Linked DNA regions of Drosophila melanogaster: all the other regions are linked to region 2. Evidence: chromatin contacts called from public Hi-C and targeted proximity ligation data. All regions are on one chromosome and are shown on one strand. The core of a region is the stretch at or near the end of the contact, and the rest is flanking DNA. Distances in the headings are between cores, read along the strand shown. Region 1 holds the start of lncRNA:CR46090 (long non-coding RNA:CR46090). Region 2 holds the start of glec (gliolectin). Region 3 holds the start of cnc (cap-n-collar).

What was found. A called contact is a pair of places that touch in the nucleus more often than the background predicts.
Region 1: a Hi-C map of the Kc167 cell line shows a contact between it and region 2, with 1.7 times the contacts expected there.
Region 3: a contact with region 2 is called in a targeted proximity ligation map of the Kc167 cell line, with 4 times the contacts expected there.

The regions. Positions count from the first base shown.
Region 1 is chr3R:23,332,510-23,335,759 of dm6, forward strand. lncRNA:CR46090 (long non-coding RNA:CR46090) reads right to left here and starts at 1,294. Exons shown (of 1, transcript NR_133438.1): 1 at 995-1,294. The region is part of intron 3 of pnt (pointed); the gene reads right to left.
Region 2 is chr3R:21,854,193-21,857,679 of dm6, forward strand. glec (gliolectin) reads right to left here and starts at 2,074. Exons shown (of 2, transcript NM_079719.3): 1 at 1,208-2,074. The coding sequence starts at 1,727.
Region 3 is chr3R:23,225,458-23,228,777 of dm6, forward strand. cnc (cap-n-collar) reads right to left here and starts at 1,254. Exons shown (of 10, transcript NM_001260333.2): 1 at 988-1,254. CG4467 reads right to left here. Exons shown (of 13, transcript NM_001043282.2): 13 at 2,270-3,320.

The sequences.
Region 1 (3,250 bases), core at 44-2,543, 1.5 Mb after region 2:
ACATTTATGTACATACATATGTGTGTAAATAGAAAGAGAGGAACGCGCTTTTGTTTTGATAACATTGTTTTCGCCGTGAATGAATGGGTATGGAAATAGAAACGTTGAGGGAACGTGATTAGATAAAGTCTCTATGTCTTTTGTAAGCTATTTACATATTTGAATATATACACAGAGAGAAATTAGGCACATGTACATGTACTAGACTTAATTTACAACTTGAATTGTAAAATTGTAATTTTTTCGTATTACCATACTAATAAATGGCATAATTTTAACACTCAGCCTAACTTTATTCATAATTTTGCATTCATAAATCAGCAATAAGTTCGAATACTAATTACCCAAGCATTAGCTGCATAAAATTGAAAAAAAAATATGGAAATATCATTGGTGCTAAAACGAATGCCATAATGCACCGAATTATACCGTCATAAAGGCCTCAATTCAAATGAATCAAAAAAGTTCTCGCGCGATTAATTCCAGGCGAAACAACAACAAAAATCAACGTCGGGCTATCAAAATTTATGAATGAATAAAGCAGAATCAGGCGAAAACCCGACAAAAGGCAAGACAGAGGAAAATAAAAAAAAAAAGTATTAATAAAAAGGCAAGTAAAATAAGCAAACAAAACGAAAATCACAAATAGTAAGTGAGTACAAAGTGGCGTGCATATGAAATATAAAGCAGGCGATATAGCCCACTACAAACGCACAAATCCACACACACTCACACACACACATGTACATATATGTATGTATGTACCTCTGAATATGAATGAATGAAAAATTGTAGAAGCAGCACAACCGCAACACCAACAACATAAGTTGTTAACGCAGCAGTTCCACGAACTAAAAAAACAAAAAACCAAAACCCCAAAAAAAAAACACCAACGACAACCACAGAAGACGGGAAAAAAGATCTGTGAACAAGAAATTTGAAAGGTAACAAAAAACTGAAATTAAAACAAAAACTTAAAATCAGAAACACGAGCAAGTGTGTGTTGGCAACTCGTTTTCCAGTTTTCCATTTTTCCACATGCAGCAGCTGCCCACAAATTGTGCGTGGAGTGTTGGCGAAGAGGAGGGGAGTGGAGTGGAGTGTTGGAGTGGGGTCTGGAAGGGGGTGGTGCCTGGAATGGTGGGAAGGGGGGGAGTTCAAATTATGAATAAATAAGTAGTTGGTCCAAGAGCAAACAGCTAAAAATCAAAGCAAATACACAAAAACAATGAAAACAAAACTGGGATGGCGAAGAACATTTTGTAGTTGAAGTTAAGATACCCTTGCTGGTATTAAAACATTTAACAAAATAGTAGATTGGCAATTAGATTTTTCGAAAAACAAAGGCTTTTGTTCAATACGAATTTGGTTTAAACATTCTTAAAAGTATAGTTAAGGTTAGTTTTCAAGATTTTTTAGAATTTCAGCGACTTGGTTGCAAAATCCCAACTAAACCATAATACCCTACACTACACTGCAGGGTATAAAAAGGCAACGACGACTGCAGTTGGATTTCGAGCCAAAGTCGACGCGCCCACGGGCAGCGACAGAAGAAGAAGAAGATGAGAAGCTGGAGCAGCGATAAAAGAGGAGCCCCAAAGACAAAGCCGGAGAACAAGAAGAAGAGTAAGAGCCGGTTTGCAGGAACAAGCCTAGAAGAAGAGGAAGAAGGAAGAGGAGCACTGGTGGAGTGGAGGAGGGGAGGGGGCGACGGGGCAATGCAGGCACACGCAAAAAAGGAAGGAAACAAACATCAAGCCCCAATGACAGAGGAAGCAACCACAACAACAACAAATGGCCGTGGAAGAAGGGGAGACAGCGGCAACAAGATCCACTCGTCGCTGGCTCTTATCCCCACTCCCATTCCCAATTCCATTTCCATTCCCCCATTCATCAACTGCATTTTAATTCTTTTTTGGTTGTCTTTGCGTTTTGTTTTTTTTTCTTCGTTTTATTATTCGAGAACCAACTAGTTTTGTTGTTTTTTGCTGCCTGGCGAGTATGAATGAAAACGAACGTGTTTCTTGGAGAGCGGGAGCCCCAATTTGAGAGCGGGAGAGCGCTGGGGAGCAGCGGCGCCGGCAGCGACGTCGACAGCGCGGGGATGAATGAAATGAGCAGCAAAATGAATGAAAGTTGTGGGGCTCGCGCAGTCAACGTCGCTGCCAGCGTCAACGTTAGGCTCTCCCGATCTCTCACTCTCCCACTCTCCTTGTGAAGAGAATTTGTATATTTTTTCTACTTTTTATACAAATCATAGCGCACATATTTAATAAGCGAAAATATAATTTGCTTTATTTATTGTTTCGTTTGGTTCATTTCGTTTCGTTTTGTTTCTTGTTATTTTCAAAGTTTATGATTAATGAGAGATGATTACGGCGTGTGAGTGTGCGTGCGTGAGTGTACTTTTGTATCTGTGTGCGCGTATAATTAAAATAAGGGCAGCCTTTTGCATACACTTGCAAAAAAAGGATTTTTTTTATTTCTGCTAAGAAAAAATTGTTTTTGCACTGTTTTAGTCATTCCAATTGCAGGAGTCCGAAATGGTTTTAAACGTACAATATGATTACGTTATTATATTTTTAATAAACGATTTCCCAAGGTTTTATGCATTTTAAGTACATTTAGATTTCAGGGCGACCCTTATGCCAAGTGTATCTTTCGTGCGCATAATGTAAACTAAATTTACGTGCCTGGCTCCCGATCTTTTCTGCTTCTTCTGGCCCGCGATGTTCCCCTTTTTTATGTGCCATCCCCATTTTCCATTCAGCATCTGCGCAGTTGTCGCCGTTTTTGCATGTTTTTTCCCCCCCGTTTTTTTCGCCTTTCTGTTTCTGTTTTAGTTTTTGTGATTTTATATTTATTTTTTGTTTCTGTTGCCATTTTATGGCCGCGATCTTCTAGCGACGAGCGAAAAGTTCAGGCTGCCAGTTGTTTTCGCTAAGGGATTCGCCTGGGTCCCACATACATATGTACATTTGTATGTGTGTATGAATTGTAAATATGTCTAAATACATGTACCGAGATGTAGGGCTGTATGTGCCACTATATATAGGCCCAATGGGGTGGACCTTCCCAGAAACTTAAATTTAACTGCCAAATTAATTACCCAAAATATTACGTCTGTTTAGCCAAGTAGTACCACACTGCGTATGAGCAATGCTTTTTCGAAACTTTTCCCACGCTGCCAGTCAAACTGCTTATTCAATTCAGTACGCTAATTTAATACTTTATATAAATTTATTTTTTA
Region 2 (3,487 bases), core at 824-3,323:
AACCAGAAGGCGTTGATTTAAATTTAATTGAGGCCTCTCAATTAATTGCCTTTGCATTTTACTCATCTCATATTCACTTTTCAGCTGCAATCTCTTTTCGCAAAATATGGAAAGATTTTTGGCGCGCGATTGTTATTCAACAGTTTTTATTTTTTGTTTAGCTTTTTCGCTTTGACACACTGCCAAACCAAAGACAAACTGGAGACCAGCTCTCTTTCTTCCCAGCTCTCCCTCTCTCACTGAATGCCACGCTATCGGCGGAATATCAGCGTAAAGTAAAGCAATAATAATAAGCCAAAAATTAAAGGTACAGTCGAACGTCCATAAGTGATGCTTAATATAAACAAACTGGTAAGTTTTTTTTAATAGCGTTCATCTTAAATCTATTATTAGATAACAATGGACTGCATTAATAGTCCCTTGTCTTGTTGCTAAAACTTAAGGCAATAGTCGTAGAAACTTGTACTGAATCTTTAAAATTTCATAATACAATGATTTTGAATACATTTATTATTTCAAATTATTTGAAATTAGAGAAATTTATTCGAATTCGATTAAGCAATGGGGCCAAACAATAATACTTTTTTGAGTTTTCTGTTATTCATCAGATATGTAAATGTATCCCAATTCACTTTCGAGTAACCAAAGAGATAAATCCCTACGCACGTGAATGAACGAACAAAGAATCGGAAAAACTAGCCAAAATAAAGAGAATAAAAACTGGTAGGAAAGAAGTGACAATAAGAATCGACGCAGAAGGGGAAAAACGAAATTAGGAAAATCAGAAAATAAGGGTGGTTTTTTTTTTCAACTAAGGGGAGGAATTTTATAAGGGTGACGACTGTGGCAAAGGACGAGCACAAAGCAGAGACTGCAAGAGGAAGGAACAACGGAAAATGCAACTAAAATCAGGTGTCTGCTTATTGGATCATCTATATAAGAAGTACATGGGATCTTAGTAAATAGAACATACGTACAAAAACCGAGGAAATGTATGAGATAATTCGAAGGAGACTTTTTTAATTTTAGAGATTTCACTATATTCTGATTCTGCTCTGATTCTTTGGGAAAATTTAACAATAACTTGAAAGTATATTAAACTTAATAACTTGGAACCAAAGAGTAATCATTATTCGTATATTTTGAGCAAGCACCCAGCGTTTCAGGTGAAACAAAAACATGCAAATCATGGAAAAAAAAAACCTACCTTTGAGGCCTTGTGGCTGCCTCGCATATGGCTTTTGGCCATGTCGCGTGCAGTTGGCCAAATCCGCACTGCCGTTGCTTTTTTTGCGATCGCTTTCCGGGCATTTCTGAAGGATCAGCTTTGCGCTGGCGGAGATCTGGGCGGGAGTCAGGGCCATGCCCCTCGGCGCTTGGCTGACTGCCTTTGGATTGCACTCATCGGCATCGGTGCTGGATATCGTCCTTGAGGTCGGATACCGCATTCCGCGCAGGACCTGACAATGGGCATCCGTATCAGCATCCGCATCCGTATTCGCATCCGCATCCCGATTAGATTCCAGCTGGATGTCATATCCGTAGCGTTCCTTAACGTATAATCTCTGCGTGTGCTGCTCCTGGGCCAACAGCTGATCGATATTCGAGTCCCCGGGAGCGTTATTGAATAGGTTCCGACAGATTCTCTTCTTCTCCGATGCGCTGGGCGGTGGGCGTGGCACGGGGGCGGCGAGAAATGGGCCCAGGGCCATTGGCGGACACAACATGGCTATGGTTTTGTATAACTTGTTTTCTTTGTTTAAACTTTAGGTATTTTTGCACTTTTTGGTTTATTGCTTTTGAAGTATTCTCGCTTTGTTTCTTCTTTCCGCTTTCACTTGAACTTTCACAGCGATCACTGCGCGAAACTCACGTACGCATTTTAGGCATTGCAATTGCAGTTTAAATCGGTTTTCTATCGCTGGCGAATTTGTTGTATGCGTTTCTTTTTCTGTATCGTAGAGAGCTAGCTGAACTTTACGACTTTCACGCGAGCCAAAGAGAGCGAAAAGAACGCAGCTGGAGCAAACGCAAGCGACCGAATTGGTGGAGAGTCAAAGACTGAATCGCGCAGAGACCAGGGATTCAGCAAGTTATATAGCTTATATGGCGCAGTGTGACCAGTTGCTCCCGCATCGATAACGCTTTACTTTCGCTTTTGGCCCGCCGAAACGGTCACTCTGCGCTCTTTCGTGACTCTCTTCAGCATTTTTACGCTCTCTTACATTTGGGTATCATTAACATTAGGGTGAAATGCACAGAAAAACATACTTGAAAGTGATCTAGAAAATATTTCAAAAATTATACATCGAAGCTATAATATTCAATATGCTTATAATATATGTTTATTTCCATAAAAATTGTTTCCTAGCACCGCTATTGCACTTTTAACTGCAGCAGTTTTGAGAGGTGGCGCGAGTAGGGAACATCTCTGGCTACTGAGATGACGTCATAAATTACATTTACTTCCTTGATGTTCAAATGAATTGAAGTGAAATTTTAGAAATTTAAAATTAAGAAAAATATCATATCTCCAAGTTCGTATTTTTTTTTTTACTCAAGGTTGGCCATCAAACTGAATTGCATTGCAAGCAAACATATGATGAATTCCAAGTAGTTTATAAATTAAATCGATGACATCATAACACCCAATTTGAGATGCCAACATGCAGTACCTCAAACACAATGCCACACCTCACTATTAAATGTATCCCATGCAAATAGAGATTCCTAGCTCAGAATAATGCAGTTGCTCATCTTATACTTACGATATTTACATGTAACAATTACGGAAAGTGAATCCGTTTTTTGTGTGCCAATTATAGGCCGTGTAAATACAATTAGTTATGCTAGGGACTGCTGGCTCGTTGCTATTTACCTCGCACAAATACTGAGCTAAACGCTAACTAACTGATATGTTAGCGCGTTTTGGGCCCTAACTCAAGGTCGAGTCGGGCTTCATGCGGCATTAAACGGCCTAATTGGCGGCCAGACGTGGCTAGAACAAATTGCCAGCGACAGGAATACGAAAAATTCAAAATAGTCAACAAAAAATCATAAACAACTTTCGCGCCTGCGGCGGCAATTCAAGCGTATCTCGAACAAACGAAAGTGAAAACCGCATAGAAATAGAGGTAGTAGGTTGTAGTAGTGGTATTGGTAGTAGTAAATAATGTGGACCACAAGTCATTTCAATTTCAATAATGCTGAGTCAGCCGAACCGATAAACTGGCCCCCACTCCACTGGTGGTTGGTTAGGAGGCGCAGCTGGTGTTACCTCGAATCGGAGGAGTCTTCAGGCCCATTTCGTCTGGCTCTTTGACCGATTAGTCATTTTAAAGAGTGCCCCGGACAAAGGACGCGCCCAAAGGATTGCGATTTATTATTGTTTTCAGGCGTACAGTGGGCCCTCGCAAAGGGATACAGATGGTGTCTGTATTGGCTTTATAAGCTTTTATAAGAATTTTCGCCAGAATGAATAAATGTT
Region 3 (3,320 bases), core at 4-2,503, 1.4 Mb after region 2:
ACAAGCTAACACCAAGCAGGCAAAGTTCAAAACAAGCCTTGCGCGGCTGATCTCAAGTATTCTTTGCCCCGAACACACGGTACATATTGATTTTAGCAATTACCTGACAATCTCGCCTCAATAGGTGAGTGAGAGAAAGAGAGAGGGGGTGGGCTAGGGGCGGTAGAGAGAGAGACAGCCAGTCCGTGTCTAGGGATCGTCATGCAGTTTGACTTTTTAATTCGCGTGGGGGGATATATATTTTTAATAATAAACTAAAACGAAAATGTCGTGACAAAGTCTTTAGAAGCTGCCGAACATAATAGTCGATGGGGCGTCTCAATTGTGGGTTTGTTATCCAGATAGGTATATATTTTCCGTACACACTTGTATATAGCTTGAAATCTTTGAAGCGTAGCGCGTTCATTTGATTGTTTTCAATATTATTTAATTGTTTGGGGGAACAAGTGGAACTTGCGTTATCATTATCATTAGCAAAAACACACACATCCAGGCAAATAATGTAAATATTCACGTATATGTCACTGAGTCCATAGGTTTTAGTTGTTCAAGAGTTTTTCGTGAAGAGAGCTTAAGAGAACGAGCACCGATGACCACATGCCGGTAAATTTATGCGAAACATTTTGTGCGCAAAATTTCCACAGAATTATTCTATATATGTAAACTATTATTTTGCAAATGTGGGCGAATGAGAGGGAAAGCCAAAAGTTTTGTATTAAATTGAACTTGTTGATTGGGTCGAATGAATGCCTAGAATGCCAAAACACAGATACACACACACACACACACACGCAGACTTAGACAAACACGGGCACTCACACTGCGGCACTAACAACTCATTTCCACGGGGGGTATGGTGGCGGTTAAATTAACTTGACGGGCTTAACGACGCAATTGTTGTGGCCCTTCAACTGCCCGGTATTAAATGTTATTATTTCGCACCCGTAATTATAATTTATTTAACTATTGTTGTATTTCTTTACCTACGCTTGGTACCTGCAACTTTAGAACTACGTTTTTTGTTTTGATTTTATATGGAAAAGCGCGCCACGCTCAAAACACTTGCTCGATAAAAAGAGAGCTTTGTCGAATATTACGTATACGACATGTAGTACACTTAAGAGTATCCACAATATCAGCTGGTTGGGTGGCAAACAGAGCGGTGGCCAGGGGGGGGGGGGTACGATAAGTGAGCAAGCGAGCGAATGGCTGGTCGATTGTAATTCACTGAACGGCTGTTCAAAAAACACTGACAAAACTCTGAAAAGCCAATGGTCGCCGCTCGCCGATTCAGCTGTTTGCGTCGGCAATAAAACAGAGAGAGAGACGAGGAAGCGACAAAACCAAGCAGAGATAGAGAGGGAGAGAAGAGAGAGAGAGAGGGGACAGGCAAACGGCATGGGATGGGACGCTCTAGAGGCCCCAACTGGCTGATAAAATAATAGCGAGCAGATAGCGCAGGGCAAGTGCGCTGTCGCAGTCGGCGCCTCTGTTAACCTGCTGTGTTGTTATTAATTTGAGCGCCAGCTTCTTAATTGATCCGCTAACACACACCTGTGCACAGCTGTGGTGGTATTCAAACGACTTCTTCCGCTTGACGGCGCCAATTCGTTGAGAGCGAGGAGAATCACAGTATTTACGCGGTTGTTGGCACTGTAAATTGCGTCTTTTGATCAGCGCTTATCACTATGATTGGTGTAACCAAATCTGGTGGCCAGTTTATGTTGGGACTAATCTGCCAGGGGGTAAAGTTAAAGTGCCAGGTAAAGTTCGATTGGTCGGATTTTTTTCTGGAGGTTATTTTTTACCCAAGGGTAAAATTCCTGCCGGTTAATTTAGCTGGGGGTTCATTTCTCCGGCGGTTAGTTAGTTTATCCGGAGTTTCATTTATCTGGAGCTTAGTTTATCTGGAGATTAATTTGACCGCCGGTTAAATTATCTGGAAGTTAATTTACCTGGGTGTAATTTGCCTGCCGGATATATTTTAAATGGGCATTAGTTTGTCAGTGCGAACACTCATATGGTGGGGGGGGGGGGGGGTCAACTTTTACCCGGCAGTATGCTTTGCATGGGGCGGAGGTTATGTTATCTGAGGTAATTTTCAGGAGATTAATTGGTCTGGGGGTAATTGTTAGGAGGTCTGGGTCTGATGGTTGTTCTATCTAGGTGATTTCTGTACCCCACACCGAGCACACGTTACAACCTTTATTGATCGCCGGACCACACACATAGAACCACGAACAACTTAAATTATATTACCATAATATTTACAGATTAGTTATCGTTTTTATTAATATTCCCATTTGACTTAAACTACATTATGTAAATATATATATATATTTATATATAGATGTGTATATATCATTAGCGTACAATTAGGTTTACGTCTTTAGAGTTGCTCTGCCTGCTTTTCATTGCATTCTAGATACACTTGGTATTTTCCATACGCGAAATTTAATATAAAACCTAATAGACAATGCATAATTACTAATTTTTTCTTTAAACTGATGCCGATTGCCAAAAAATTTCTTCTAATAAAATTAACTAGAATTGATATTTGATCCTTGAATTTCGAAAAGGCCATTCTTCAACTCCAGGACAAAGCGGGAGTAGGAGTTCGGAACGGGTTGAGGATAGATTGTGTGTTTGTTTTTTAGAAAACTTAATGGAACCCAAATAAGATAAGTCAATCAAAGCTGTGGACGGATATGCATTGTACAATGCACTTAGACGATGAATGGGCTAAGAATTAAATAAGGACATGTTTTAAACAAAAACCATAAACTTTTGATTCCGTTAATCTGAATAACTTTCTTAATCTTTCCGAATTTAAGGTTTTTTTCTCTTCTGGGCTTTGAGTTTCTCTGTTATAATGTGTTCTTTTTGTATTATTTATATTTCGGCTTGTTTTCGGTTGTCATTTTTAGTTGCTTGTTTGGCTTATACATTTTTCAAAAATCCGTAAAATCGCTCCAAAACTTGTTTTTGTGTTTTCTCTGTGATCTAACTTTGTAGCTAATAAAGTTATTTTTGGTTTTATTTTGTGTTTCTCTTTCTCCCTCCCTCTCTCTCTCTCTCTCTCTCTCTCTCTCTCTTTCTCTTTCTTATCTCTTTGACTGCGTTTCGACAGTTTTAATTTTAAATCGGGGTATCTGAGCGATTGACTTCGAGTATCATTAAGTTAAGTCTTAGTGTGTCTTAGCCAAGCAAATCAACCTATTCCTCCCAAAACGAAATCAAAAAGATCTCAAATGGCTCAATGCAAATACACCTTTACGCATTAGCATAGTCGAATGCGGTCTGAATCTGCTTAACCATTT